Linked DNA regions of Sus scrofa: all the other regions are linked to region 6. A link is a contact called in public Hi-C and HiChIP or PLAC-seq data. All regions are on one chromosome and are shown on one strand. Each heading gives the region's core, a stretch centred on a gene start, on an enhancer-like site or on the middle of the called end of the contact. The rest is flanking DNA. Distances are from core to core; before and after follow the strand shown.

Region 1 (4,749 bases), core at 1,770-4,269, 260 kb before region 6:
GATCCTGATGACTCCATCCTCTTTAAAAGTTAAAGAAGCTAGGCTCAACAACAAAGATAAACATCATGTGCCTATTCTGACCATGCACTGTGCTACATATTAAGGATTATGTTATCAGACAAAACATAACTGCTCCCCCAAGGGGCATATCATTTATGCAACAAATTAATGTGCTAAGGACTATTCTGTATGGTGGTGATACAGAAGTGAACATTATATGCCCTTTTGAAGCTTGCATTTCAGTGACCATAAGTGAGCAATTTTTAAAAAATTAATAGGAAAATCACATGGTATTTCAGATGGTGAGAAAGTTCTATAACACTTTAAAATAAGCTGTGAAGTGGGTAGGAAATGCCAGTGGTGAGAAGGTCTTGATCATTTAAATAGGGTGATCAATGAAGGTCTCAAGAAGCAGGTGATATCTGAACAAAAATCCAAAGGTAAGAGATTGAGCCAAAGGGGCCATGTGGAGAAAAAATAATCAGGCATAAGGAAGAAAAATGCTTGGGACTAGAGTATACCTGTCATTCAAGGGCCAGCAAGGAGGCCAGTATAGGCAGGAGGGAGATAGTAGCAGGAGATGAGATCACAAAGGCAAGAGGGGGACAGATCACAGTGGGCCCTTCTAGACATTGTAAAGATTTTGACCTTAACTCAGAGCCAAGTGGGGAGCCAGTAGAAGGATTTGAGCAGAGGAGTGACTTGATTTGACTTATGTTTTTGTAGATATATCTGTGTTGATTGGTGAGGAGGCTATTTAAGTATTCCAGGTTAGAGACGGTGGGGAATGAACTAGGGCAGTAGCAGACAAAATGACAAGACAGGATATATCTGTTAGAACTGTCTGATTATATGCAAGAGAAAACCACTCTACCGAAAGAAAGAAAGAAAGAAAGAAAGAAAGAAAGAAAGAAGAAAGAAAGAAAGAATAAGAAAGAAAGAAAGAATAAGAAAGAAAGAAAGGAAGATTAAACAGAATATTGGGGAATCTCATGAGATTGACGGGGAGACTAGAGAACTAGACTTGAGAACAGGATAGAAACACGGCCAGGAACTATCTGACCATCAGAGCAATACCCCTGGGATGCATGAATTTTAAGCATTGCTTTTAACTTGGCACTACTCCACTCAATATTCAAACAACCAGGTGACTTCAGCCTTCCAAGTTTTAGTCATATGCCCATTTCCTGGCACATACGGAGCAATAGGGACTAGGAACCAAAGGCTTTCCTAGAGGGGATCCAGGTGACTTGATTTACCACCATCAGACCCCAGACTCCCAGGACGGCATTACCTGTGAGAGCAACAAGAGCCCAAAAGGAAATTGAGATGCTATCAGGAACAAAGAATGAACACCAGGAAGACTAGTCTAGGAAACAACTTATATAAGGCGGATAAAGGTGGAATCATAAACAAAAGGTATCTCAGAATAAAAGCCATCTCATAAATTGACACATGCTTTTCAGTAAAAAGGTACTGATGATGTTCAATTGTCATTTTACCCCTCTCTAGATATAAATATACTCCTGGTACTCAAGAGACTACAGTGGAGATTATTTAGCTGTCAAGTGGTCACACAAAAGTTTTTGCTTAAAAAGCCTTAAATGTCTAGATAAGCAATTTTGAAAAATATTTAATTTTTTAATCCAAAGAATATGTAACACATGTACACCTTCCATTAAGCAGAATCAAGGGAGGTATATTTGAATCGGTATATTTGAATTTGTATTATTTGGATAACGTTGTGAATTGCTGACTATAAACAGCTGAAGAAAGGTCCAAATCTATTATTTTAAATCATTCCTTTCACTCTTGCTAGGTAATCTCTGCTCTTAGAATAGGAAATAGACATGGGAAAATAAGGTAGAAAGTCATTTATTCTCTTATCATACTTTATCATGTCTATTTCCTGTTCAAAGGAAAGGTACTATCTAGAGAGAGTGAAAAAAATGATTTAAAATAATATATTTGGGAGTTCCCATTGTGGTGCAGTGGAAACGAATCTGACTAGGAACCACTGAGGGTTCGATCTCTGGCCTTGCTCAGTGGGTTAAGGATCCAGCATTGCTGTAGACTGTGGTGTGGGTCACAGACGCAGTTCAGATCCTGCGTTGCTGTGGCTGTGGTGTAGGCTGGCAGCTGTAGCTCCCATTAGACCCCTAGCCTGGGAACCTCCATGTGCCGCACATGCAGCCCTAAAAAAAAAAAAAAAAAAAAAAAAAATTAATTTAATTTAATAATATATTTGGACCTTTATTTTGAGTGTAAAACCCTACAGATCTCCAGGAAACAAGGTGGTAAGGTGGTGATATGAGCCTTTAGACCTCCCAAAGGCACAGCCAGTACCCCAGTATAGTTAATGTCACCAGGTCAGAATGCAAATCCAGAGATATCAGAGTTTCACATTTCAAAAGAAGCTAAGTTTCCAAATTTTTATGCAAAAGTTCTAGATTTTTTTAAAAAAATTTTATTGTTATTTCCCCAATACAATTTTTTTTTTAAAACTGTAGATTTTAAATGCTGAAAACTTTAGTTTGGGTTTTGGGGGTTGTTTGGGGCTTTTGTTTTGTTTTGTGGTAGTTTTTCAGTTTTTGAACGCTACATAGGTCAAGCAAAGCACGTAAATGTGACCTCTGTTCTCCATTCCTTCAAGGAGTGGTCAGACCTCAACAGGGAGGGCCGGATGCCTGGATTTCTTCTTCCTGTTTCCAAAAATAACACAATCCATCCTTCCTTTTGTGGGAGCCAGATGACATCTATGACAAAGGCATGGATTCCCTAAGAATTACCTTCTTACTCCAGATGCAACCACAATAATCAGTGCTTTTAGAACAATTTAAAAATGACATGTTCAATGAAGACTCAGAAGTACCCTGATTTTCTCTCTGTATAACGTCCAGAACCACGGAGCAAAAGTTGTGGAACTGCTTTAGGGTGAGGCAGCCATGTCAACTGGGGCAGCTGCTGAGGAAAGCAGGTCACTGGAAAGAGGAACTCAAGCAATGAAGCAACTGAGTCAAAGGAAAAAAATATGTTGAAACGGGCTCTCAGAGGAAAAAAAAGCCACAATGGAAAGGAGGCCCTTCTGAATTCCTCAACCCCAACTTTCTTCCTCAGCCCATCCCCCAAGTTCTTTTAGCTGCATGGATTGGCTTCTTTAATTCAACTGAGTATGGTGAACACCAGGCCTCATGTAAGACACAAGGGACAAAAAAAAAAAAAAAAAAAAAAATATATATATATATATATATATATATATATATATGAATTTCCAAAAGAAATTACTTGAGAAGAAATTTTTACAGAATGTGCTCAGAGAATTGGTTAGTCAGTGGAGATTTATGTAAATATTTTTAAGGTATTCATAAGTGACCTAATCCACACAAGCAGGCTTCCTTTTGCATTTTTTCCTCAGAACAGAGGAAGCCTTATTCACAAACTCCACGTGAAAGAAACATATTTTTTTCATCCAGTGGTTAAGGATCTGTAGAATCATTTCCTTTCTACAATGCAAACTTGGTACATGACTTACCCACTTACTTCAGGTGGATGACAAACCACAATCATGAGAGGGAACGATAGGGCACTGCTCTGAGAAAGTGCTTTTTATCCTCTCAAAACATTCGCAAACATTAACCAATTAATTGGTGAGTGAAGTCAGCCTTTAAAAAAAAAAAACAAATGAGAAAACTGAAGATATTTAAAAGCTTTCCCTACAAAGGGATTCAGTGTCTGAGTCTGAATTAGAATTTGGACCTTCCTAACATTAGCAGTTCAGAGATTCAATTCATGTAAACATTTGAAAGGTCAGCTGTTCATCAAATACTTTCCAACTACAGCAAGCGTATCCTTATTAAGTTTCTTTTGCAAAAGTTCCAAGGTGCTGAACACTCATCCATTGCCACCAATAATTAACAATCCCAAACAACCTAAAGACAGAGAATTTTTTGTTGGCATTTTGAAACTTCAGACTATCTTAGGAACAGAACGTGTGGGAGTGGTTATGGGCAAAAGGCAGGCTAGGAAAAAAGACATCAGGCTAAAAAGTTTTCCTGAGACTGGTCCTTCCCTGTTTCCCACAGGTTTGCTGCAAGAAGAAAAGTGTTTGTTCTCTTCAAATAAGAACTTTGTGCCTCCTGGAAATGGGCAGAAAAGAAAAAAATCAAGCAAACAATATCACTTGGTCTGATATTTAGAAAATTCAACAAAATGTGGCATCATAAGTATAGAAATCCTTTTTCTACCTAGCTAACTTGGATTCAAGCATTATCTGTCCACCCATGGTTTAAAGATCTCAAAAAATTTACCAGAACTCCATATCTATGGTGAGATATTTTTCTCTCACTCTTTCTATACAACACACACACACACAAAATTACAAGCCTAATTTAAACAATACCATTTATTGTCAGATTTGAGAATTGAATAGCTACCAGCTTTAAAAGGTCTCCTGAGTCTCACACCCACATGCTCTCTTATACTAGTTTCTACACGGTCATCCAAACCTGACATGGTTACACGGTGAGCTATGTGGCATATCAGCAAGAAGAGGACTGTAGTGAAAGCAGGGTTTCAATCTCCATGTCAAATCCAAAGCTAACTTGGTGGTAGACCTATGTGTAAAAATCTATTAGACTTCTAGAAGAAAATCCTTTTGACATTGCATTAGGAAAAGGTTTTTTAAACAAAACACAAAAAGTGCGAAACAGGGAGTTCCCGTTGTGGCTCAGTGGTTAACGAATCCGACTA
Region 2 (4,700 bases), core at 711-3,210, 390 kb before region 6:
TATATGAATCAACCTGGATAAAATACCTATATTTCAGGAATCTAGGTCAGAACATACTATTAGTGAAAGAGGTTAAAAACAGACACCCAACTTCACCTAACCAAAGTTTCTTTATTTTTATTTTTATATTTTTATTTTTAGGGCTGCCTCTGAGGCATTTGGAAGTTCCTAGGCTAGGGGTCAAACTGGAGCTGCAGCTGCCGGCCTACACCAGAGCCAGAGCAACACCAGATCCGAGCCTCTTCTTCGATCTACGCCACAGCTCATGGCAAGGCCGCATCCTTAACTCATTAAGCAGGGCCAAAGATCGAACCTGGATTCTCATAGATAATAGCTGTGTTTGCTACCGCAGAGCCACAAAGGGAAATCTAACCTAAGATTCTTGTAGTAAAATTTCACATATAAATAATTCTTTACATTAAAATGTGAAACTTACCAAGAATTAACAATTAACACTCTCCGATGTTAAGTTTCTATGCAATTCAGATAGATTACTTAACTTCTGCGAGCCTCAATTTCTTTAGTTTTAAAATGGGGCTATTATTACCACCTCCCTTGAAATTTTCTTAAAGGATTTATTTATAATGCTTATACACTTGAAAAAACTCCAAAATACAGTACGAAGGTAAGCTATCAGTAGCCACTTAGTCATTTCTTTATGAGGACAGAAACAGTTTCTCATAGGTTTCTTCACCCTTGGAACTTAGCACAACACCAAGAATACTGTAGGTACTAAGTAAATTAGTAATATTAAATAAATAAATAAATAAATAAAATAAATGTAAAAATATATGATAGCAGTCAGAACTCTCAAGGAGCACAGGCTAATGATTACATAGGGTAAAAGCAAAATGCACTCTACCACAAAAGTTACCAAGGCTTTTATGACATCAGTAACCATATATCCAATCATAGTTTTGCCACTTCTTCCTGTGGGCTAATGGAAAAACTGCTGAAGAGAAAGCCTTCAGCGATGGTCAGATAAATTCTATCGTAATCAAGTAACAGTATGGGGAGACCAGACACAATTTCCATTCGTCCACCTATTCTCAGATTGTGTCTTACATTCCACTCTTATCTATTTCTAATATGCACAAAAATGAAGCAGAAAACAAGAAGAGAAAGGGCTTACCCTTTCAGGTGGCCTCACGAGTGATATTAAATGTCAGCATTCTTGGTGCTGAAACATTCCTGGTCTAAAGAGTCCACAGAGAATAAACCAACTGAGGCATTTTTCCAGTTTTTTGGGGGAGGAATAAAATCAGTCACTAATTGCATTACCTGCATTCATTAGACTCTGGCGAGAAGACCCTTGACTATTACCACAAGAGTCTGGCTAGGAACCAGAGTTGAGTTAGCTAGGTCTGAGTTTCCCTGTAGAGAGAATGTGTGTGTTGGTTGATGTCTATGATGAACCAATTCATCTTATTTCATCTCCTTTCACTTTCAGAGACCAGCCGCAAGCTTCCAGGATTCCATATATAGTGAGCATGCATTTTCTTTGCTTTTACTTAGAGTTTTTCCCAAAAACCACTACTATGCTTCCCCTCTCCAACCTCCTTTCAGTGAATCTGTGATTCTTGGACAGAAAGAAATTAATAACAATGCAGTCTGATGAATTTTCTAGGTGCCATCCTTCCCAACAAGACTGTACTCTGGAGTAATTTCTTTAAGTATCATTGGCACTAACACACACCATAAAGAACTTTCTTAAGTGACCTATACCTTCTTAAAATGACTTTACAATTATGCCATTTATTCACAGAATTTTTAGTAAGGCATGCCCTTATGAAGACATTAGCACAAGTGGAAGCTGGTTTGTGGACCTCCTATATTTGTACATTGATTATAGTGCAGGGCAGAAAACATTCCAGAAAAAAGCAAATGTTCAACTTTCAACAGGTAGGAAGCCTTAGTAAACATTAAGATTACTAGCTCTGAGCTCAAATTGAGTTGGATAAACAAAGATCTGCCCAAGTAAGGACTGCTCTGTACTTTTCCTCTGATCTTTAACTAATCGGTACCATATTCTGGAAGTCAGGTTTCCAGAGACAGATACAGTCCCATTCTGCTTCTCAGGGTCATCATATCTAGAGTTTGTTGAAGTTGGGGTAAGGGGGTCACATTTCGACAAGGATATTTAAAAAGGACATCCTAATGCAGACTACTCATAACCTATCTTACATCTAGTCTATTCTCTCCTTTCATTTAGGGTAACAATGAAACTTTGCTTAAAAATATGTCCTTACCTCTCTTTACATTAGAGTTAAGCATGAGACACAATCTTGCTAATAAGAAATAGAAATTGCCATTAATGTGTCCAAAAGAGCTCCTTAAAGTAGGGGCAGGGGGTGAACTCAGGAGGTATGCACCCTGTTGTTCTGGGCCCTTCCCATTTTTCCTGCCTGAAAGGTGGCAGCTGTAGCTACAAATGGCCACGTCTGGAGCCTGAGAATGAGACTCACACCTTCAGACTGGCAGGGAAGAAACCTAGAAGGTCCTGAGTCCCTGATTAATTTGCTGAGTCAACATGTTGCCTTTGAGCTGCCTACTGCAGAGTCTCTTTTGGGTGAGAGAAAAATAAACCCCTTTCAGTTTTAAGCCTCTATTTTGGTGGTCCTTGTTGGTTTGTAGCTAAATACAATTTCTAACTGAAACAAGCCCAGTTCCAACGTTTAGCAATCATAACATAAGAGAGGACTTAAATCATGTCACTTGAGAAAGTTGAACAAACTGGCGATTTACATCTGGGACATCAAGGGAATGGAAAATATAGAGAATACTGTATTCAAATGTGTGAGTCACTGATTTATGAAGAGTCACAGAAGCCAAACCAGGAAGTGTGAGTGATAGCAAGAAAAGCAGATATCAGCCCAACCTAAGAGAGCATTCTAGTAATAGGAACCGGCTCCTATGGATGGGCTTCCATCACTGGAAGGGTTCAACTATTACGATGACTGTCTACTCCACGGGAATATGGTAGAAGAGAAGAAAACACTGAATGAGGCAGTTGGAAAAGGTGCTATTTACTTAAATTTCCACACCTAATCCAGAGAGTCTACGACTCTATGAGTTGCTAATACCTAATAACGATCCTCTTTAACACAACAAATATTTATTGAATGCCTATTAAATGGATTTTATTACTTCCTTTGTACATTATATTTAATCTACCTAACTTTTATGCCACTTATAGGCCTCCTACGACTGACTTTTAAGTTAATTTTGGAAGCATCTTCAGTTTGTCAAGAATTTATAAAGTAATACATTTGCAGCTAGAACAACCTAAGCAGTAGTTACAGATATTCGTGGCATCTTTACCACATACCAGGCACTGAACTACATGCTTTAAATTCATTATCTATAATTTTACAACAATCCTAGAAGGAAAACAGTTTTACTATTTCCCTTTTTAAAGGAGGAAAATAAAGCACAGAGAGTTTAAATAATTTCTCAAGATCGCATAACTAAGGGTGATGCCAGAATGGAACTCAGCAATCAGACGCTAGAACTCTTGATACTATACTCTCCACACCTAGTCTATATTTGCCTCAAAAAGGCACAGACATCTAAGGATCATAATAAAATTGCAAATGAATTACAGGTACCATAAAATCAAACAAAAAATTATGAAGGCAAATGTCCTGTGTATTTTGAATATTTCTTTACTAATACTTTCTTCTTTTATAGTCAATGTCATGTTATCCTTGTCTCTAAATATCACCTTGTGAAAAACAAATCTGAAATAATACACTTTAAAAAGGTATATGGTAGCTATGTGACAAAGGACAATATTTAGTCCCTGGATAAATTAGTAAGGGGTTATGAGGTCAACCTTTCTCCACAAACAGCTATAATTAACTTCAAAAGGCCAAGAAGCCCCAACAGGAGTCTGAATCTTCTCCCACTGATAGCCGAGTGGAAGCTCACAGATTAGAAAAACTTCAAAGTGTAAACATAAAATAAATTTTTCATTAAAAAATCTGGCAGCAACATTTAAAAGTCAGCTTTTGAAGTCAACTCAATATTTGAAAAATAAATCACCTCTTTGGCAAAGGTGCTAAACTTTTCTCTTACAACATTGTGAATACAAAAGTACAAATACGTACAAGTTGGCATAGTGCAATTATTTCACTGTGAATCATTGTTAGGATTTAAAATTTGTCTCTTAAAAGCTGAAATAACTAGTTAATTATTTTAAAAAATAGTCACTGGCATTACAACTAAGCAAATTAAACATTCATTTAATTATTAAGCATCTTTTTATTTTAACCCATTTCTCTCTGGGTTTATTTTTTAAGTCTTTTTGAAACTCTATTCCATTTTGCCACTTGTTCTGATATATTCTGAATCTGTTTTGCAAGCTGATCAGTAAGGACAAACTCAGGATCAGAACATTGAAACCACTGACTTTAAATATGTCCAAACATATGACATTTGTTTCATCTCCCTTTGACACAAAAGACTGGTGCATTCTTTCCCCTGCACCACGGATACCATTCCATTTAGTGCAGCCTGTACCACCCTGACTACAGACACTGAAAGCCCAGTGGTCATTAAAACAGTTTTCCCTCTCTTCACACTCAGCCAACATGCACCAAGTGATCAAGGAATTAAATAAAATACACATTTGGATTAGGTCCAAAAAGAATAAGGAGCAAAGGAGAGGGGCACAGAGGAAGAAAGAGAAAGAGAGGAAG
Region 3 (4,369 bases), core at 432-2,931, 450 kb before region 6:
GATGGAAAAAACAGTGGTTTTCTGAACAGATGAGTGTGTAAAAAGGTTAGCTGGTGATGCCCAACATGGGCAAGTCTCTCCTTAGGCATCTGTTCTCTTACCAGCAGCTGTTATTCAGGGGCCTTGCTCACTCAAATTTAGCTCTGCCTTAGGTAACAAGAACATAACTAGATAATCTTTTGAGAACAGCCAAGTTTGGGTTCTTCTCATTCAACAATATCTAAACAGAGATCTTACATGTAATATTTCAGAAAACATACAATATTATTTAAGAAGAACCTAAGTAAAACTAGAAACATATTTACTTGACAATTAAGTTTGATAAATGTTACTAATTACAGCACATATAACTCAGGTGTGGTCTTATTCATCTCTCCTCACTAAGGAATTAGTGAAGTCTGGCACTGAGTGGCTTTGATCAGAGCGTCAGTTTCTTCTTGCATCATTCACCTTTGAGATTCCCATTACACTCCCTGTGAGGAGTTTTCAGATCCCCTCTGCATCCTCTCAGCCCTTCCCTCTAACCGAAGAAAGTTTCTTCATGACACCAAGTATTTTCTGATCTCTCTTCTCTTAAGCTGGCTAAGCTGGCCATCCAAGTGAGTTGATGTATACTGGCCAGTCTGAGAGAATAACAGCCTCACACTGTCCATTATGTATTTCAGGACTAACTTCCAAGAGCACTGACTATTCCTTACCATTCATTCCATCATATGGAGTAAAGAGGTTTCCTATTGGCTACAGTTGCCAAATAGTATAAAGGAAACCTAGCTAAATTTAAATTTCAGATAAAAGAGAATTTTTTTTTTTTGGATGCACTGCAGCATATGGAAGTTCCTGGGTGAGGGGTCAAATCTGAGCTGCAGCTGCAGCCTATGCCACAACTGTGGCAATGCTGCATTCTTAACCCTCTGTACCACAGTGGGAACTCCAGCAGGAGACTGTTTAAAGTATAAGTATGTCCCAAATATGCATGGGATATACTCATACTAAACAATGATTTCTTTAGTCCCAAGACCTAATAATTTGCTGCATGGCTAAAGCAATAACTTATACACATATCAGAGGCTAATAATGGAGAAAAGAATCAGAAAATTCTTTTAATTCTTTGATTTTTCTTTCCCATTACATGAGGTTTATAATGACATTGACTGGGTGAGGGTGAGAGGAATCCATTTCTGGGATCAATAACACTTCTAACCAGCACTTTGTCAAACTACATATGAATGGCTTTTACTAAACAAAAAATTCTGTTCAACAAATGCTTCTATCATTCCTTTTCTAAGCTGAAGAAAATCTCAGCATTTAAAAAAGCTGCACTGCAAAAAAAAAGAAAAAAAAAAGAAAACTTTTTAAAAATAAAATTTAAAAAGCCACATTGCAAGTTTTAAGAGTCAGTCAAAAAATATTTATTCAGTGTGTACCATGTGTTAAGCCAACAACGATTAACACATGGTTCTTGCCTGGGAGGAGTTCAGAGTCTAGGAAAGATACAGAAATGCTGACAGATAATCACAAGGCAATGTGATAGGTCTTCAAACAAAACAAGCACAAAGTTCAGTGGATGTGACTAACAGGACTCAGGGAATTTGGCATCATAGAGGAGATGACATTTGATCTGATCTTAAAGGACAAGTAGGAATTCTCCAGGCAGAAGAGGAGGGCAAAGGCATTCAAAGCGGAGGGGGGGGGTAGTCATGAGATCCTGAAGGAGCTGCTATGCTTGTGTAGCAGAGAAGGTTCTGTTCTAGTCTACGCTGGAGAGGAAGGACCAGCGCTCCACTTTCTCCACCTCATTCATACCACAACGACCTAGAAAGGATGAAGGAGGGCCTCTAACCAAGCCAAAGCTCAGTAACAACAGGAGGAAGAGAAACAAGAACAAGTGATCATGGGGCCCAACAAATAATCAAATTAAGGCAAGAAGAAAGATGCCCAACTTCTGCAAGAATGGAAAGTAAATTGCTGCTGTAGCTTCAGCAACTTTTATTTTATTCTCCTCTTACTATCGCCAGAGCCACTTCTCTATGTGAGGTCAGCATGGAGGGCTGCAGAAAATAATTGGCTGCTTTTCCATTTTGGAGATGATGAGCAGAAATATTCCCCTGGTAGGCATTTCCCTGACATACTGTATGAATAAAAAAAAAAAAAAAAAAAAAAGCTTCCAGTGATTCTATTATAAATCCTTTGATACAAATATTCCAAACTAGCTAGAAAGCAAAGATTCTGTGTATGCTGAAGCCATGTATGCTTAGGAATCACATAGTTAAATAATTTATGATTAGCGAGAGCCCAGTGGTGCAACAGCAGTTGGAGAACGTGACAAAGAGCCAGAGTCCAAAGCTAATAAAACAACAAACTGTCTTTTTTCTCTCTTTTCAAAAAATATGTACATTCTTTCTTTAAAATACATACATTCTTTTTAAAAAATATTATTGTCTATCATGGTTTCTCCCAGAAGATTAGATACAGCTCCTTGTACTGCAGTAGGACCTTATTGTCTATCCATTCTAAACGTAAAAGAAACTGTCTTTCTGATGTCTAACATTCTTTTGATTATTTGATGTGCAATTCAAACTGATCTTAAAAACTATGAAAACTTGAAGAACACAATAAGATACCACTGCACACCTATTACAATGGCTCAAATTATATATATATATATATATATATATTTGACAATACTAAATGCTGATGAGGATGCAAAGTAGCTAGAACATTTAAATATTGCCGATAGGAATTCTACTTTGGAAAAAAGTTTGGAAGTTTCTTACAAAGTTAAACTTAGGGGTAGGTATTCATCCTAGAGAAATGAAAACCTATGCCTACATAAAAATCTGCATATGAGTGTTTACAGCTACTTTATTCTCAAATGCTAGAAGCTAAAACAACCCCAAATGTCTATCGGCTGGTAAATAGACCAATTATGTTATATCCACATAGCGATTTAACAAAAGAACTACAGATACATCCAATAACATGAATGAGTCTCAAAGGTATAACGCTAAGAGAAAAAAATTCAAACTCAAGAAACTACATACTAAATGATTCAATTTATATGATATTATGGAAAAGGAAAAAACTAGGAAAAAAATCAGATCAGTTGTTGCTGGTGGCTGGAGGTGGGGGAAGGGAATTTATTACAAAGAGTCGTGAGGAATTATCCTATATCTTAATTTTGGTGGTAGTTATATGATTGCATAAGTTTGTCAAAATTCTTCAAACTTTACACCTAAAAAGGGTGAATTTTACTATCTATAAATTATATCTCAATAAACAACAACAAAATTAACTTGGATGTCTAAAAACAACAGCAACAACCCCAAAAAACCCTGGGAGTTGAGGGAGGCATTATTTTGAATTTTTATTTGAATATTAGTTTGACTGTTTCCAGCTCTACAGGCTTTTGACCCTTAGCTTTTCGTTGAACATAATATATTTTCTACAGGTCTTATCCAACAGTAAACTTAAACATCTATCAGTGATTTTTAACCAATTTTGAGAGAATTAAAATCTACAGGTTACAGCACTCATCATATGCAATGAAAAAACTTCTTTGCAGCTAGAGAGGTCCTAGTTATGTACCATCTTTGAGGAAACTGAGGATATAGTCAGTAAAATAATTTTCTGTGTTTTATGGTTAAGATGAGGAACTTCAATTAAGATAAACCTATAGCTTACAGAGATTAAACTAGCCAAAAAAAAAAAAAAAAAAAGAGAGAGAGAGAGAGACCACTAGGGAATTTTAACACAGTGGTAGCCAACTAAATCGTGTATTTTAAGCATGTCTTCATTTTATGGAGTAGTTTTTTTGTTTGTTTGTTTTTGCTTTTTAGAGCCGCACCCAAGGCATATGGAAGTTCCCTGGGTAGGGGTTAAATCAGAGCTACAACTGCCAGCCTGCACCACAGCCACAGCAACACCAGATCCAAGCTGTACCTGTGATCTACACCACAGCTCACCAAAACGCAGGATCCCCCACCCACTGAGCGAGGCCAGGGATGGAGCCAGCATCCTCATGGATACTACTCGCATTCGTTTCAGCTGCCACACAACAGGAACTCCCTATGAAGCAGTTCTGAATACCACGGAGGGGAAATATGGAAAGAATTCTTTTACTACTTTTTCTCTGCACCAGCCCTTTTGCTTTCTGTGTAAGAACATTGACAGAAGCAAGTCTCAAGGCACAAAAGCAAAACTAATTCATCAGTGCAGCCAGCCTCTCCCTTCAAAATCGGGTTTCTTGGAGTTCCCATCGTGGCGCAGTGGTTAACGAATCCGACTAGGAACCAGGAGTTTGCGGGTTCGATCCCTGCCCTTGCTCAGTGGGTTAACGATCAGGCCTTGCCATAAGCTGTGGTGTAGGTCA
Region 4 (4,683 bases), core at 1,083-3,582, 340 kb before region 6:
TTTGTCTTTGCTTTATTTAGTTTCCTTTTTGCTTTATTTTGTTTTGCCAATTGGCACTTTTGCTTTTTGAGCATCTTATAACAAAGTAAAAATAAATTTAGATCCCCACATACAAATCCACCTATTAAAAATAAGCATATTTTATAACATGTTTCTGGATTCATGTTCCCCAACAAAAACTTCTCTTTCCTCTATGATTGTGCTACACTATGCGATTTTGAATGATTCTGAATCACACTGTCATTAGAAGAAATATTCAGTTATTTTTATACCTGGGTATTAGTAATTCCAAAATGCCTATCATATCCCTTTATGACTTCAAAATGCAACTCTTTTAGAAGCAGACATTCATCTAATATGCAAGATGTGACTCTAAAGTGATTGGCTTGGTATTATTCTTTCTGTTCATAAAATCATTGGAATTCACATAGGAAATGAATGAATCCCCTCAGAGAAGTCATCTTGGGACACCCTAGACAAATCTTGATGACGTTTGCCTTTGTTCAGAACCATCTTAGGACCTTTCTTATGGATGTGCCTTTACTCTGTTTGCTTTTAACAAATGTCTTTAAAGATAGCCAAGCATCACCCTTTAAAGTTGGATTAAGTCTTCATCAATAGCTAACAGTAATCTAGAGTAGGAGATGGGACCCTTGGTGCACCATGTGACAAAAGGATTAGGGGAAATGCAATATGACACTCAAAATTAGGAGTGATTTTTAAATATTCAGCAATAGGTTTGGCAGGAAACAGATCAATCAGAACAGATGTCACTAGAGCAAGGTACTGGAGGACTTTGACCAAGATCCATGTATTAACTCTTTAGTAGCAGGATTGTGAGGATTTCTAGAGGGTCCAATAGGGGAAAGTGTAGCAGTTACATGTGGAGGTTTCTGAGATGTGGCATTAACTAACCAATAAAGGAGATTTGTGGTATTTTAATGTCAGCTGAATATTAGTCCTTCCAAAACAAGAGGCCACACTGTATTTGTGTGGCTTGGGCAATGACTCTGAAGGCATTGTTCAAAAGTTTTTTGAAGGTATTGAGAGCAATAAATACATGGGATCCCAGGATAATGATTTTGAAGGGCATCATTTATCTGACTATTTAGGATAGGCACCACACCTTTTCACTTATCTTCCCAAGAACCTAACACAATGCTTAGGATGTAGTTGTTTCTTAATAAATATTTGGCTAGAATGTTATGTTTGTTAAAGAAAAATAACTTCAAAGTAAAATCTCATCCTTAAGGCTTTTAAACTTATTTTTTAATTTTTTAGACACATAAATTCTCTTCATTTTATTGGAAAAAAATTCTAAAAATCTCTTTTAAGAGAGAAATCCACTAGCATTTATTCCTAACTCAAAACCTTTTGCATGGCTGTCTACCTCTTTCTGGAAAGCAGTCTTTACAATGTTCCTTTAATTATCACATAACTTGAAAAGCCACAGGTAGTTGGAAATTCTTCTTTAACTCCTTGAAGTTCCTATTATTTCCAGCCAAATAGAGTCTTCTTTTTAGCAGGTAGGACTTGATCTTTCCCAAAGCTAGGGGTACTACAGCTGCTGGCTAATATTTATCAGACCATGGCTGTCCAGTACTGTGCACTTATTACATCAGTTCTTTCTCCTAACAACCCCTTTTATAGTTGAGGAAATCGAGCACCAGAACAGCTAAGCAACCTCTCTCCATTTACACAGCTAGCTAATAGTGAAGGTACATTAGAATCCAAGCAACTTGATTCCAGAGCTGAGCACCTTGGATAAACTCAGTATAATGAGCAGGAGTTTGTTCATCTTCAGTCAATCCACAGGGTAGGAACTGAACAATTTCCGCTACCTGAAAAGTACCTCAGAGCTATTACATGGACACTTAGAAATGAGGTCTCAGAAGGAAGATTCCAGTATCCGTTCACCTTACAAGTATTTACTGAATGCATATATATTTAGCCACTCTTCTAGGTTCTGGGAAGACAGGTAAGGGAAATACAATCTTTTCCTGTTTGGTAAATAAAGCACCTAGAAACTTACTCCAGTCTTCTAGGGCTCCTTTTTACACTATTTCAAATGGGGTGAAAACTGAACCCTTGTGTTCAGTTAGAATTCTGGATCCTAAGCAATTTATCCTCCTTGATTAGTTGCAAAATAGACATCTCTAGAGAAGAGGAAATCTACTGCTCTCTTCCTTCTGGATTCCCCTAAAGGAGTATTTCATCTCCTTTGCCATCCTGTCCTTATATGGAGAGCAACAGGGGCAGGAGGAGGTGGAGAAGGTAAGAACTGAAGCACATAGACTATCTGCAACACAGATAATATGTAAACATTCCACTGACGTGGCAGTATTTTTCTATTACTGCAGGATTACCCTGAATGATGCTGATATCCAGAGCCAGTGCCCCACAGGCTAATTGCTTCATATAGGAATTTTATGTTTTAGGAGGTGTTTCAAGTTATACAGCGGTCTTATATGTTATCATAATTAGGAACAATAGAAAACATTAACTGAACTTTGTACCTTCCTTGAATGATTAAGTTATACTTTAAAATGAGGTTAATAAATAACCAAAAAGAAGGCTATCAAAGAACTAACGCTAGAATAGTAAACTGTACTAAATGCCCCATGCAAGCTGAGAGATTAAAAAACACTAACTTTAGACCAAAAATTATCTCACATGTGCCAAAAAGCTGTACTATAAGGGAATTGATCCTTCCACCCAACTCCTGCTCCAGTAAGATTTCAAGATAAAATAAACAGTTCTTCCCATGTTGCCCTAAAACCTCAAATTCCCAATATTAGTAATCTCAATTATGTTGTCAATTATTTATTATTAATTGTATTAGGCCTTAAATCTCCTTTTTGGAACAAAATTCAATATTAACTTTTTGAAAAGAAGCAAAAAAGACAAATACATAAATAAATCATAATTGGAAAGAGTTTACTCTTTCACCTAAAGATTTGATCCTTTTGAAACTATAACTTGCTTTGGAAGAGAGAGGTGGTATTTTAAGCAGTGTTCAGTCATTTTCTCTTTAGTGTAAATAAGTTCTTGAGTCTTTCTTAAGAATAGATTTTGCTAGAAGATAAAAGTAATATTCCGGAGTTCCCGTTGTGGCGCAGTGGTTAACGAATCCAACTAGGAACCATGAGGTTGCGGGTTCGATCCCTGCCCTTGCTCAGTGGGTTAACGATCCGGCGTTGCCGTGAGCTGTGGTGTAGGTTGCAGACAAGGCTCGGATCCCGCGTTGCTGTGGCTCTGGCGTAGGCCGGTGGCTACAGCTCCGATTCAACCCATAGCCTGGGAACCTCCATATGCCGCGGGAGCGGCCCAAGAAATAGCAACAACAACAACAACAAAAAGACAAAAAGAAAAAAAAAAAAAAAGTAATATTCCCACTCCTATTCCCCAACCCCGCCTTTTCTGAAAGGCAAATATGCCAGAACATTCCTTGTCCTGATTTTGGCCCAAGAACAGGACTGCTTTTCCTTTAAAACTGAATGCCAGAATCTTTCTTTCTCAAAAGTAAATGCTGAGGTATACTCATCTTCCATTTTATGAAAAGAAATCATATTTAAATCTCTGATTTTATAAGAATTTCTCCCTCACACTCCTTTCTTATATTCAAAGGCAAATCATCAATTAACCATCCTCTAGTTACATCATCCACAAGGATAAAATGTTAAAGCATTTTTGTCAAACAGATTACAGAAAATCAGTCCCTTTATCTCAAGGAGTGTTTATGAGTTTTCTTGTCCTGTAAGCTTTCCCCCTCTCCTGTCTTTTTTAAGTCAAAACATCAGATCAATAATACATGATATGCAAACCTTGCAATTTCAGGCTCAAGAACAATATGGAGCATGCAAAACGGACATTTTAGCACACAGTTGTGCTTTGTGGAAACTATGGTGTAATATCCTGAAAAATAATTTCAGGTCATAAAAATGCAGTGTACCGACCCCCTGGAAAGAATCGTGTCCACGGGTCCCGGAATGATGTCTGTTGTCCAACACCCTCACTCCACGTCTGAGCCCTTTCGCTCCATGTGGTTTTTCCCTCGGGGATCATTATTGGGTTTCATAATGATTAGTTTGTGTATGAAAAAGGAAAGCTCAAGACTATAATTTCATACATACTTAAAAAAAAAACATATAAAGAAAATTCAGTAGTGAGACAAGTAATCTCCTGGAGCCTGCTGTGACCAAGAGTATACCTGTGAGAGGGACAAGCTGATAAATGAATGTCTCAACACTCAAGGGGACAAACCACAAAGAAGAAAGCTTTGTATCCCTCTAGCTTAGCGAACTTGGCCTTCCCGGTCCCCCCTTCAGACATGAGGAGAACACCCACCAAGAAGCAAACAGCAGCCATTAAAGCAAAAAAGTACTGGACCATGCAAGTCAGAAATTCAACAATAAGGAGAGGAGGAATATTTCTTTTAATTTTGGCAACCTCATACTTAAAGACATAATTATCAATAAAGACCTAAGTGAAGGATAGACTGATGCAAATTGGGACTGAAAGCGATGCTCCCCAGGTAAAAAGGTGGCTTGAGCACAGAGAGCCTGGAGGAGGAGTTAGGAAGGCAGGGCACATACCTGGTGAATGGATCTTTAGCATCACAGCTGCAAAGCCTCCTCCTTTCTCTACAGATTAAAGTGCTCTTACCAGGAAAGGTAGCAGAGC
Region 5 (4,205 bases), core at 870-3,369, 480 kb before region 6:
AACTTTTGGATGCAAATTACTGACTACTCAGTTAATTCTATTATCATTCTGCATAAGGTTCAGCATTTAGAGTTATAGCTCTAATGTTAGTTCATTTCTAATTAGAAAGTCACCATAGCATTTACTTTGTACCGCTTGGACCAAATCTGACATGCTTACTGGTTTCGAAGATGTAAAAGTTTCTTGTAAAGTAAGTGATAAGAAAATGGGGGTAGTAACACCCTCCTTTGAAGTGTGAATGCTTCAGTGAGGGCAGAGCTTATGCAACTAGAACTCTCTTGGCAACCAAAGTGGCTCTGACTAGATCTACTCTTTGGCTATTTCTCCTTCTGGGATCCAATAGCCACACAGGTCAATAAACACATCCTGAATGTTACTGGATTTCAGAGCCATGACCTGATTCAAACCTTACTAACAACCCACGTTCAAGAGATTCAAAGCCAGGACCATTGAGTTACTAACTCATTAAAAATTAACCGAAATAAAAATTGAACCAGACTAGTACAACTTAGAACAAAGACGAAAAGCATGTTAAGCACCAGAGAGAGATGAGGGGAGGAGCCAGCTGCTTTGGCATCAAGCTCCTTCTACAGAAAGACCTGAGTTGAACGGGAATTATTTGCCAGAGTCTCCTAGAGATAAAGGTGGGCTCCTGCAGAAAATGTTCCAGATCCTAGGAAGACAACGGCACAAATTAGATAATACTGTGTCCTGGTTTAATAGCAGCCATTATGTGTTGCAAAATATAACCCTGAGGCAAACAGCAAAGACATTGCTTGGCTGAGTTTCCTTCTTGCTTTTCATACTGACTGCTTACAAAGTCGTGCCCAGTCATCTTTTTCCATTTCAAAACTGATTGCCATAACGTCTTCCTCTGATGCTTTCCTGGTTGAAAGGCCATGAGTTCAGGCAAGACTTTAACTGTCTGGGGGATGAAGATAGGATCCCACCATGCAGAGCTAAAGGCATTTTGTCCCTTTCCACCTGCAGCCTCTCCACCAGCCTCCATCAGGACTCCGGGGCAATTCCCAGAGTACCTGCTCCCTGAGCCAGCAAATCAATTACAGAAGAGTCTCATCTGAGCAGGACTCACCTCCGCTCTCCTTCAAAGACAAGACTCCACGTGCCCTGCACCAGTGTCGCTGCATTATTGTCTACATTCCTGTGACTTCAGGGTTTATGTCAAGGGTCCTCGTCATTTTAAACTCTGGGGCTTTGCCCAGATATAGCTGTGTCTCTTGATGAAACAAATCTGCAGCTCTCTCTTCTGGGTTTTCCCCAGAACACGGTGGTTTTAGCCTCATCATTTAACTCACCCACTCTTTCATGTCCCATTTATAGTGTGCAATGTCATGACCAAGAATTAGTGATAGTAATATCTTGTATTTAAAATGTGTCCTCCTTCCAGGAGACTTCACATACTTCATGATAACTACCTTGTATCCTTCCCAAAACCCCAGAAAGGAAGGTTTTGTTAGCTGTATTGCTTTTGGTTAAGCATTGTATTTTGGTTCCATTTTTACAGTTAAAATACCAAGGCACCAAGCTGCTTGAAAAATTTTCTTAGGTCATATGTTACTATCCTCACTTGGCAAAAAGCCTCCAATTGTGTTCTGATACTATTCAAATCAAGTTATAGAGCTAAAAATATTGATATCTGGCAATAGTCAAAAACCCTAAAAATCACCATTAAAGCCAGAGACCTGGACCCTCATTATTTAAGCAAGAATTAGGGAAGATGCTTTGTTACTTTTTTTTTCTTTCTTTCTTCACCATATGGAAGTTTCAGGGCCAGGGATCAAATCCCAGTCGCAGCTATGACCTATGCCCACAGCTGTGGCAATGCTGGATCCTTAACCCACTGTTGCCAGCTCAGGGATCAAACCTGTGCTCCCTCATAGACAACACCAGATCCTTAATTCCCTGCACTACAGCAGGAACTCTGCTACTTTTTTGCTCAAGTAATAGTTTTTATTTCCAAGTTAAGTGCATGTTCTATTGCTGCTTCTGAAACTTAGCAGAGGGCCCATGGGCAAGTGAATGGTGTGGCAGCCTGCTCAGCCTCCCTGCCACACGGCACCCAAAACCAGAGCCAGGATAGCACATGCATCAAGACAGAAACACAAATGGCCTTGCCAAGGTCCAAAGATCTGCACAAGAACTCCAGGAGCCAAGTATCTAGAGCATAAACAACCAGGCAGAAGTTCTCCCAGGAACAGGATGTTCTGCTGCATTTCCAGTTACCCTGGCCTCAGGGCAGGGCATCCCCTGCTCATAAGGCACCCTCCTGCCAGGATCACCTCTAGGATGAGAATAGGGTCTCCCTTGGGAAGGGCAGCAAGCCCATCCACCAAAATCATCTTTCTACATATTGAAAATTCAGTCTCTTTAGACTGAATCTCAGAGCAGTTTTCTTTGTGAGAGAAGCCATACGAACAGCTTTGCCTCCTTCAGACTCAGGGTTCAACACATTTCATTATCTAAATACATTGTTAGGGCTCATGAGTTACCTCTACTGTGACCACAGCCCAGTGAATTTAAAGCTCTCTTTTATAGAGTGAACCAGGACTAAGGAGGAAGAAGAAAGGGAAGAGGAGAATAATTAGTAAAGCAAAGCCTGATGAGGGTAGAGACAATAGCATAGGGTGATTAAGTCGCAAATCAGAGCAAAGATCCTCACATAAACAATATTTGAAACTGAACTTCAAAATGCATTTAAAATATGAGAGCAGGATAAAACTCCATCCTGGTTTTTATATTTTTGTTTGTTTTAGGGTTTTCCACCTAACATATGGAAGGTCATGCTGAGAGTTTCTTAGTGATTATGGTCTAGTTGGGCCACAACTTTCAGGAAGAAAAATATGGACACTGTTGGAGTTCCCGTCATGGCTCAGTGGAGACAAATCTTACTGGCATCCATGAGGGTGCAGGTTTGATTCCTGGCCTCACTCAGTGGGTTAAGGATCTGGTTTTGCCATGAGCTGTGGTGTAGGTCGCAGGTGTGGCTTGGATCTGGCATCGCTGTAGCTGTGGTGTAGGCCAGCAGCTACAGCTCTGATTTGACCCCTAGCCTGGGAACTTCCATATGTCATAAGTGTGGCCCTAAAAAGCAAAAAAAAAAAAAAAGATAACAAAAAATATATGGACACTATTAGTAAAGTCTATTTACTCTCTTCATTTCTCATTTCAAGACTTACCTTCCTAGTTATGCCTCCAACAAGAATTCTAAGTAGACTGAGACACCCAAAAGATTTTTTATAGGGTTCCTTAACTATGGAATCTTGAGAGAATTTTAAGTAATAATGTCTTGTATCTGTTCACAAGGTTTGGGATACTCTTTTAGCGACCTCTCTCTGATAATGGCCACAGGAGTTTGGAAAGTTACAGACAGTCTTGAAGAGAGGTGAAGCCATGGCTTGATATGAGAAATCATGTCCAAAGCCATCTAGATATGTAACTGAGAAAAGGAGTCCATCCACTGGGGCTGCTGGTCTCCTAAGACAGCAGGCCAGATTTGACCTTGGCATCATCTTTCATCTAAAGAGGCAGATGCCAAAGGAAGCATTAATGTCACCCAGCCTGGGAGGCACATGGCAAGCATAGTATACAGATGTGGCTCCCTGCAGTACAGGAGATTCACCCGGTGTCCCCAGCCTCCTCCAAGCATAAATGGACTCACAGGTATGCAGACCTCTTATCTCCCTGCTGCTTTGTTCTGGGCTTTGTGGCTTCTTCTTCCCAATCCGACTATGAACATAAATGGTGTCTGAATCATTTTTCCCTTTCTCTAGCATTCAGAGAAATTCTCAGGAGTCAATTGCCATTATAAGATAATAAATTAATTATACCTATCATCAATCATTATTACGCAGACATATAGAGATCACCATAGTTGGGCACATCATGAAATGAAAGACTTCCTTTTTTTTCCCTTGGTTGAAAATAGGGGAGAGGAAGTCAGGCTAAAGGAGGTTTACACCAGAGCTTATTGGGAAATTAAAGTGTGTCTGTGTGTTCTGCTTTCATATTATAATAGACTCTTATAAACTTCATTGTAAGTTTTACATTTGTTTTATCTCAGTTTCATTTCCAGGTTTTCATGGGATCAGGGTTCAACTAATCCATTTAAATAGAAACCCCAAATACTTTCCAAATTTTTTTCAAATACTATTATTTTTTCTTTTTAGGGCCACACCTGTGACCTA
Region 6 (4,566 bases), core at 1,367-3,866:
GCTTTCCCGTCAACAACCATCAGTTTTAGCAGGGGCATCTGTGCTAGTCAGTGGAACACGGCCACCAAAACTTGAGCAACCATGAAGAATCAGGCACTAAAAATATCACCAGGAAATCTCCATAACGCAAACAATCCTCAGGAAGAGAAGAGGGGTGTGTGATAAATGCCTGGCTGCCCTGCCACACTCTCAAATTACAGAAAACCCACGCTGTCAACTTGAGAATATTGAGCAAGAGGCCAGCCAGCTTCTCAGCCCACATGTGTCACAAACACCAGATTCACCAGGGAAGAGCACTCACCTGATCGTTGGGGAACTTGGCACTGGCTTGGCAAGGCTTCTGGAATTGGGGGTGGCACCTGACCTCAGGTCCCCTGAAAATGGAATGAGGCACTTATCAGGCTAGCATCTGGCTGTCCCCAGGCACCACACAAAGGAAAAGAGGCAAAAGTTTAAAGGCAGGAATTGGAAGACCTAATTGCACATCTGACATACCATGGTCTTGGGAGTTTCAGTTTTCCCATTTCCAAAATGGGGTAGAATGGGTAATTGTGTGTGTGTGACTTTACTGTCCTGATGCATCATGATAATCTATTACTTCGCCAAGTATCAGTTTGCATTTGTTTCTGTTGACACATAAAATACCTACCTACACACACATGGTACACACATAAAGAATGAGAATTCTTGGAGTTCTCATTGTGGCTCAACAGGTTAAAAACACAACACATGCTGTGGCTGTGGCGTAGGCTGGCGGCTACAGCTCAGATTAGACCCCTAGCCTGGGAACCTCCATATGCCACTGGTGCGGCCCCAGAAAAGACAAAAAAAAAAGTTAAAAAGAAAACAAAAATCAAAAAACACAACACAGTGTTTGTGAGGATGCAGATTCAATCCCTGGCCTCACTCAATGAGTTAAGGATCTGGCGTTGCCGTGAGCTGTGGTGTGGGTTGAAGACACAGCTCGGATCCCGCGTTGCTGTAGGCTGGCAACTGGAGCTCCAATTTGACCCCTGGCCGGGGAACTTCCACATGCCTCAGGCGCAGCCCTGAAAAAAAGAATGAGAATTCTAAGTTGTCATTCTTAGCTCCCCATATAGGTTGGCCTTATGTAGTATTTACATGTTCAGAAGTATGTCATGTAGAAATTCAAGCGAAACTTGAAAAACATTTTCTGGCAGGAAGCCCAGGTGGGGTTGTTCATGGAGACAATGATGACTGGACCAGGCGTGGGAGGGAGCAAGACGCATAGATGAGGCAATCGGCCTGGAGCTTTTTTAACACGTAGACAAGAATGTAGACAGTGGATTAGGGCAGAATTTTGATTCTTTCATTTCCTTCATATGTTTCACTGAGTGAAGAAGGGTAGAAGTTGACAAAAATCTCAAACAACCAATCTGTCCCAAGTTGGTGTTGCCCTTTAAAAAAAAAAAAAGTGCTTATGAAATACTTGAATCTCCTCAGTACAAATACAACGGGTGAACTAAAAATTCAAGTAATGGCCCAAGGGGCGGGGAAGTGTAATGTTGACTCTGATTTACAGAAAGTGAATCTGACTCATGGCAAAGTCCTGCAATTTCACATGAACTCACGCTGCCTGTAAACGTCCCGGAATCAATGGTGAGCAAATGTCAACTCTGGCCCGGCAGGCAGAAGCACTTTGTTTTCCGTTCTGCGGAAACGCCAAATCCCATCTCTCTGACAAAGGTCCGCGTCAGGCCGCTGTGTCATCAATTGCGTTCGCCAAGGCAGCGGCTCTACGTGAGCGGGGACCACTTCCCGACTTCTTGGTATCTTTTGAGCCTGCCGGGGAGCTAAGACTGGCGGGCCAGGCCTACGCGGGACGCAGCGCCACCTGCTGGAAGCCGAGTGATGGAGCAGCAGACTGGAGTTGACCGCGGAGACCAAAAAGTCCTGTTGGCGCTTTTGGCTTTGAGGCAACAGCCGGGCCCTGCCGAGAAGGAGAACCAAAACATTATAGCAGAAATAGGCACCCTTTATCCAAACCTGTCCTCGAGGCTACACACCATCCTTTCCTCACCATAGAATGTGGGTGGTGTGTGTGCATGTGTGTGTGTGTGTGTGCATGTGTGTGTGTGTGTGCATGTGTGTGTGTGTGTGTATGCATGTGTGTGTGTGCACGCGCGCGTGGAGGCACAGCCAGGTTGCATATTCAGGTGTGTCTGCACTGACCTCCCAGAGGTAGGTAAAGCGGAATCATCTTCGTCCCCCTTGCTGGATCTGTAAGCACATCCACAGTTGACAGAGACTTTTACATAAAATATCCCAGTTAATCTCCCACTACTCTGTACAAATAGATAAAACAATCTCTATGGAACGAGCTGCCAGCTCCCTGGCTCTCCTAGTAGAATTACTCATAACCTAACCACGTTTGAGGATGACAGCTAACTAATGAGCTTTCCCCTCTTGTCAAAAGACTTGGCCCACATGGAAACAAAGGCTGTCACAATCCCCCAGCCAGGCAGGACTGGCTGTCATCGTGGAGATCAAGGGCTGACTCCTAAATGAAGTAAACTCCAGCCAGCTGTGGGAGGGAGCAGCCTGCAATCAAACCTCAGCGGCTTCCAGGCGGCTGGTAGTGGGCATGTCAGGAAACTCAGACAAGTCAGCCTGTGGGGGTTTTTGCCAGAACCTCATTGGCTCTTCAGAGATGTGCTCACGTATGTCACAATCATGAGGTGACCTTCCCTGCCTAAGAGGTTACTGACCTCGATCCATGGACATTTGTGGAAGCAGGAGACCTGAAAGACAAAGCAAAGGTGTTGGAGGAAGGGCGATACTGCTTTGGCAACGTGGACATGTTTGCTGATGGTGCTAGGAGCACCAGTGACCCAACACATTGATCCTTTGGGATTTTCCTGGCGACCAAATAAACACTATAGTATCTTGAGAGCTTCCTTATGCCAGGCAGTAGGTGCCTTACCTTTGTGGGTTTTGTTGTTGATGCTTTGTTTGTTTTCATATAATCTTTACAACTGCTCTATAAGATATGCACTATGATCAACCTTGTTTTACAGATTTGGAAACCGAGGCCCAGAGAGGTTAAGAGGTCTGCCTAAGGTTACACAGCTCAGAGGAGTCCAAGGCAGGACCGAAGCCCAGTTCTCTTTGGCTGGAAAACTATGATCTTAACGTTTGCTCTACTGCTTTTCAGCTGTTAGTGCCCTACTCGGCCCTAAACTAGAGTATATTTTTCTGGTCATTTATGGCCCCAAGTGACTCATCAGCCACATGATCACACCACTCATTTTCACTGCCCCCATCTCGGGCAAAAAAGCAGGGCCTGAGGAAAGAGCTTTCATCCACTTTGTTTTGAGCCAGGGCAACAGACTGGGATCGGTTGGAACAAACAGTTCTGGGTCAGAGGTCAGGGGACAGACTGGCCTCTGACAGCAAAAACAAACAAGGCCTCCCAGGGCCATGAGAGGACCTACAGGCGGAGCTCGCCTGGGCATCTCTGAAGGGGAGGCACCGGGTCCGAAGGGCGGCTGGGGCCCTTCTCAGGGGGATGAGGAAAGCAGCATTGTGGACTGGGCCACATACCAGTTGTGGAACACAGGGCAGGCGCAAGGAACCACACATGGCAGCACCATCTCTGAGGACTTGGGAGAGGCTAGCTTTGCCCTGTGCAGGAGCAAAAATGCCCTCCGCACCGAGCTGCAGGCAGACATGCTGTCCTGCTCCAGGCTCTGCAGAGGCTGAGTTGGCTGGTTATCGCTTCCACAACAACAACAAAAACCAAGTACTATTATCTCATAAATGCTGTCGTGCACTTATACGAAAACTGGCAAAGAGATGTTGCCAGTCTTTTGCCCTTGAGTGAAAACCTTCTGGACAGCGTGACAGTTTTTTCTGGGAGGCAATGTGACCCGGCTGGGTAATCCGAGTGACATGTTCCTTACAGCCATCCCATACGGCTGGAGTTCACATCCACTAACGCCAATGCTTATTTCCCCATGAAGCCAACCAGTCCTAAAGGCAACAGAAAACAGTGCCAGATGTCCACCTAGAGGCTGGGAGGGAGCAGATGGGTGGGCGTGAGAGGGCTGTGATGCTGAAGCACAGCCTACCTGGGAGGAGCCAGGAAGCTGGGACCCAGCCACTCTCCCTGCTCCCTGGCCTCCAGGGAAGGCCCATCCCCCTGCCACTGGGGCAGCCACGCGGAAACTGGTGCTTGCGAGGTGGCACCATCCCCAAGCCTTCAGACAAAAGGCTTTTGTCTGGGAGGTGCTGGGGGACGCCACACAGCACCGATTCTTCCTAAATTGATTTTTTTTTTTTTCCTGAATGTTATCTTGTTCATGGAAAGCTATTTCCACGAATTGACTGTTAAATATCCCATATGATAAGGGAAATACCATCAGCGCTATGACTGGAGGGGAATGGTGAAGTCTAGGCTGGTGTATGCCGGGGTGTTTTTGAGTTCATCAACACGTAGAGGCAAGATAATAAGGTAAAAGAAGGCTTGTTAGGCTCTGATGCAAAAAAAAAAAAAAAAAAAAACAGAGAAAAACAGCTGTGTGCTGAAGTATATTCCAGTTGGAC

What was found. Hi-C and Micro-C count contacts between places; a contact is called where the count stands out from the background. HiChIP or PLAC-seq counts read pairs in DNA pulled down with a chosen protein or histone mark.
Region 1: a contact with region 6 is called in an H3K27ac HiChIP or PLAC-seq map of alveolar macrophages. The contact joins two enhancer-like sites. A contact is called at or near these places in 1 of 47 Hi-C or Micro-C datasets (embryonic fibroblasts) and 1 of 2 datasets of contacts at active chromatin or transcription factors (alveolar macrophages).
Region 2: a Hi-C map of liver shows a contact between it and region 6, with 3 times the contacts expected there. The contact joins two enhancer-like sites. A contact is called at or near these places in 6 of 47 Hi-C or Micro-C datasets (embryonic fibroblasts, liver and skeletal muscle) and 1 of 2 datasets of contacts at active chromatin or transcription factors (alveolar macrophages).
Region 3: a contact with region 6 is called in a Hi-C map of liver, with 8 times the contacts expected there. The contact joins two enhancer-like sites. A contact is called at or near these places in 4 of 47 Hi-C or Micro-C datasets (embryonic fibroblasts, liver and skeletal muscle) and 1 of 2 datasets of contacts at active chromatin or transcription factors (alveolar macrophages).
Region 4: a contact with region 6 is called in a Hi-C map of liver, with 2.3 times the contacts expected there. The contact joins two enhancer-like sites. A contact is called at or near these places in 6 of 47 Hi-C or Micro-C datasets (brain, embryonic fibroblasts, epiblast stem cells and 2 more) and 1 of 2 datasets of contacts at active chromatin or transcription factors (alveolar macrophages).
Region 5: a contact with region 6 is called in a Hi-C map of liver, with 8 times the contacts expected there. The contact joins two enhancer-like sites. A contact is called at or near these places in 2 of 5 promoter capture datasets (fetal liver and liver), 28 of 47 Hi-C or Micro-C datasets (adipose tissue, alveolar macrophages, blood and 14 more) and 2 of 2 datasets of contacts at active chromatin or transcription factors (alveolar macrophages and skeletal muscle).

Annotation. Positions count from the first base shown.
Region 1 is chr2:102,745,066-102,749,814 of Sscrofa11.1, reverse strand. It overlaps LOC106508433 (a long non-coding RNA gene), which reads right to left. Exons shown (of 16, transcript XR_002342060.1): 5 at 3,533-3,662. Among named protein-coding and RNA genes, the nearest start is that of ELL2, 160 kb to the right of the region's middle. Within about 2 kb of position 3,019, at least 4 of the 83 cell types and tissues checked have an H3K27ac peak or open chromatin away from gene starts, as enhancers often do. A contact at or near this core is called in alveolar macrophages, where this site is marked.
Region 2 is chr2:102,881,776-102,886,475 of Sscrofa11.1, reverse strand. The region is part of intron 6 of LOC106508433 (a long non-coding RNA gene); the gene reads right to left. Among named protein-coding and RNA genes, the nearest start is that of PCSK1, 170 kb to the left of the region's middle. Within about 2 kb of position 1,960, at least 3 of the 83 cell types and tissues checked have an H3K27ac peak or open chromatin away from gene starts, as enhancers often do. A contact at or near this core is called in liver, where this site is marked.
Region 3 is chr2:102,934,998-102,939,366 of Sscrofa11.1, reverse strand. All of the region lies in intron 6 of LOC106508433 (a long non-coding RNA gene), which reads right to left. Among named protein-coding and RNA genes, the nearest start is that of PCSK1, 110 kb to the left of the region's middle. Within about 2 kb of position 1,681, at least 6 of the 83 cell types and tissues checked have an H3K27ac peak or open chromatin away from gene starts, as enhancers often do. A contact at or near this core is called in liver, where this site is marked.
Region 4 is chr2:102,826,015-102,830,697 of Sscrofa11.1, reverse strand. It overlaps LOC106508433 (a long non-coding RNA gene), which reads right to left. Exons shown (of 16, transcript XR_002342060.1): 6 at 4,596-4,683. Among named protein-coding and RNA genes, the nearest start is that of PCSK1, 220 kb to the left of the region's middle. Within about 2 kb of position 2,332, at least 7 of the 83 cell types and tissues checked have an H3K27ac peak or open chromatin away from gene starts, as enhancers often do. A contact at or near this core is called in fetal liver and liver, where this site is marked.
Region 5 is chr2:102,963,290-102,967,494 of Sscrofa11.1, reverse strand. All of the region lies in intron 6 of LOC106508433 (a long non-coding RNA gene), which reads right to left. Among named protein-coding and RNA genes, the nearest start is that of PCSK1, 85 kb to the left of the region's middle. Within about 2 kb of position 2,119, at least 3 of the 83 cell types and tissues checked have an H3K27ac peak or open chromatin away from gene starts, as enhancers often do. A contact at or near this core is called in adipose tissue and liver, where this site is marked.
Region 6 is chr2:102,488,086-102,492,651 of Sscrofa11.1, reverse strand. No RefSeq gene overlaps it. Among named protein-coding and RNA genes, the nearest start is that of GLRX, 53 kb to the right of the region's middle. Within about 2 kb of position 2,616, at least 37 of the 83 cell types and tissues checked have an H3K27ac peak or open chromatin away from gene starts, as enhancers often do. A contact at or near this core is called in adipose tissue, alveolar macrophages, fetal liver and 1 more, where this site is marked.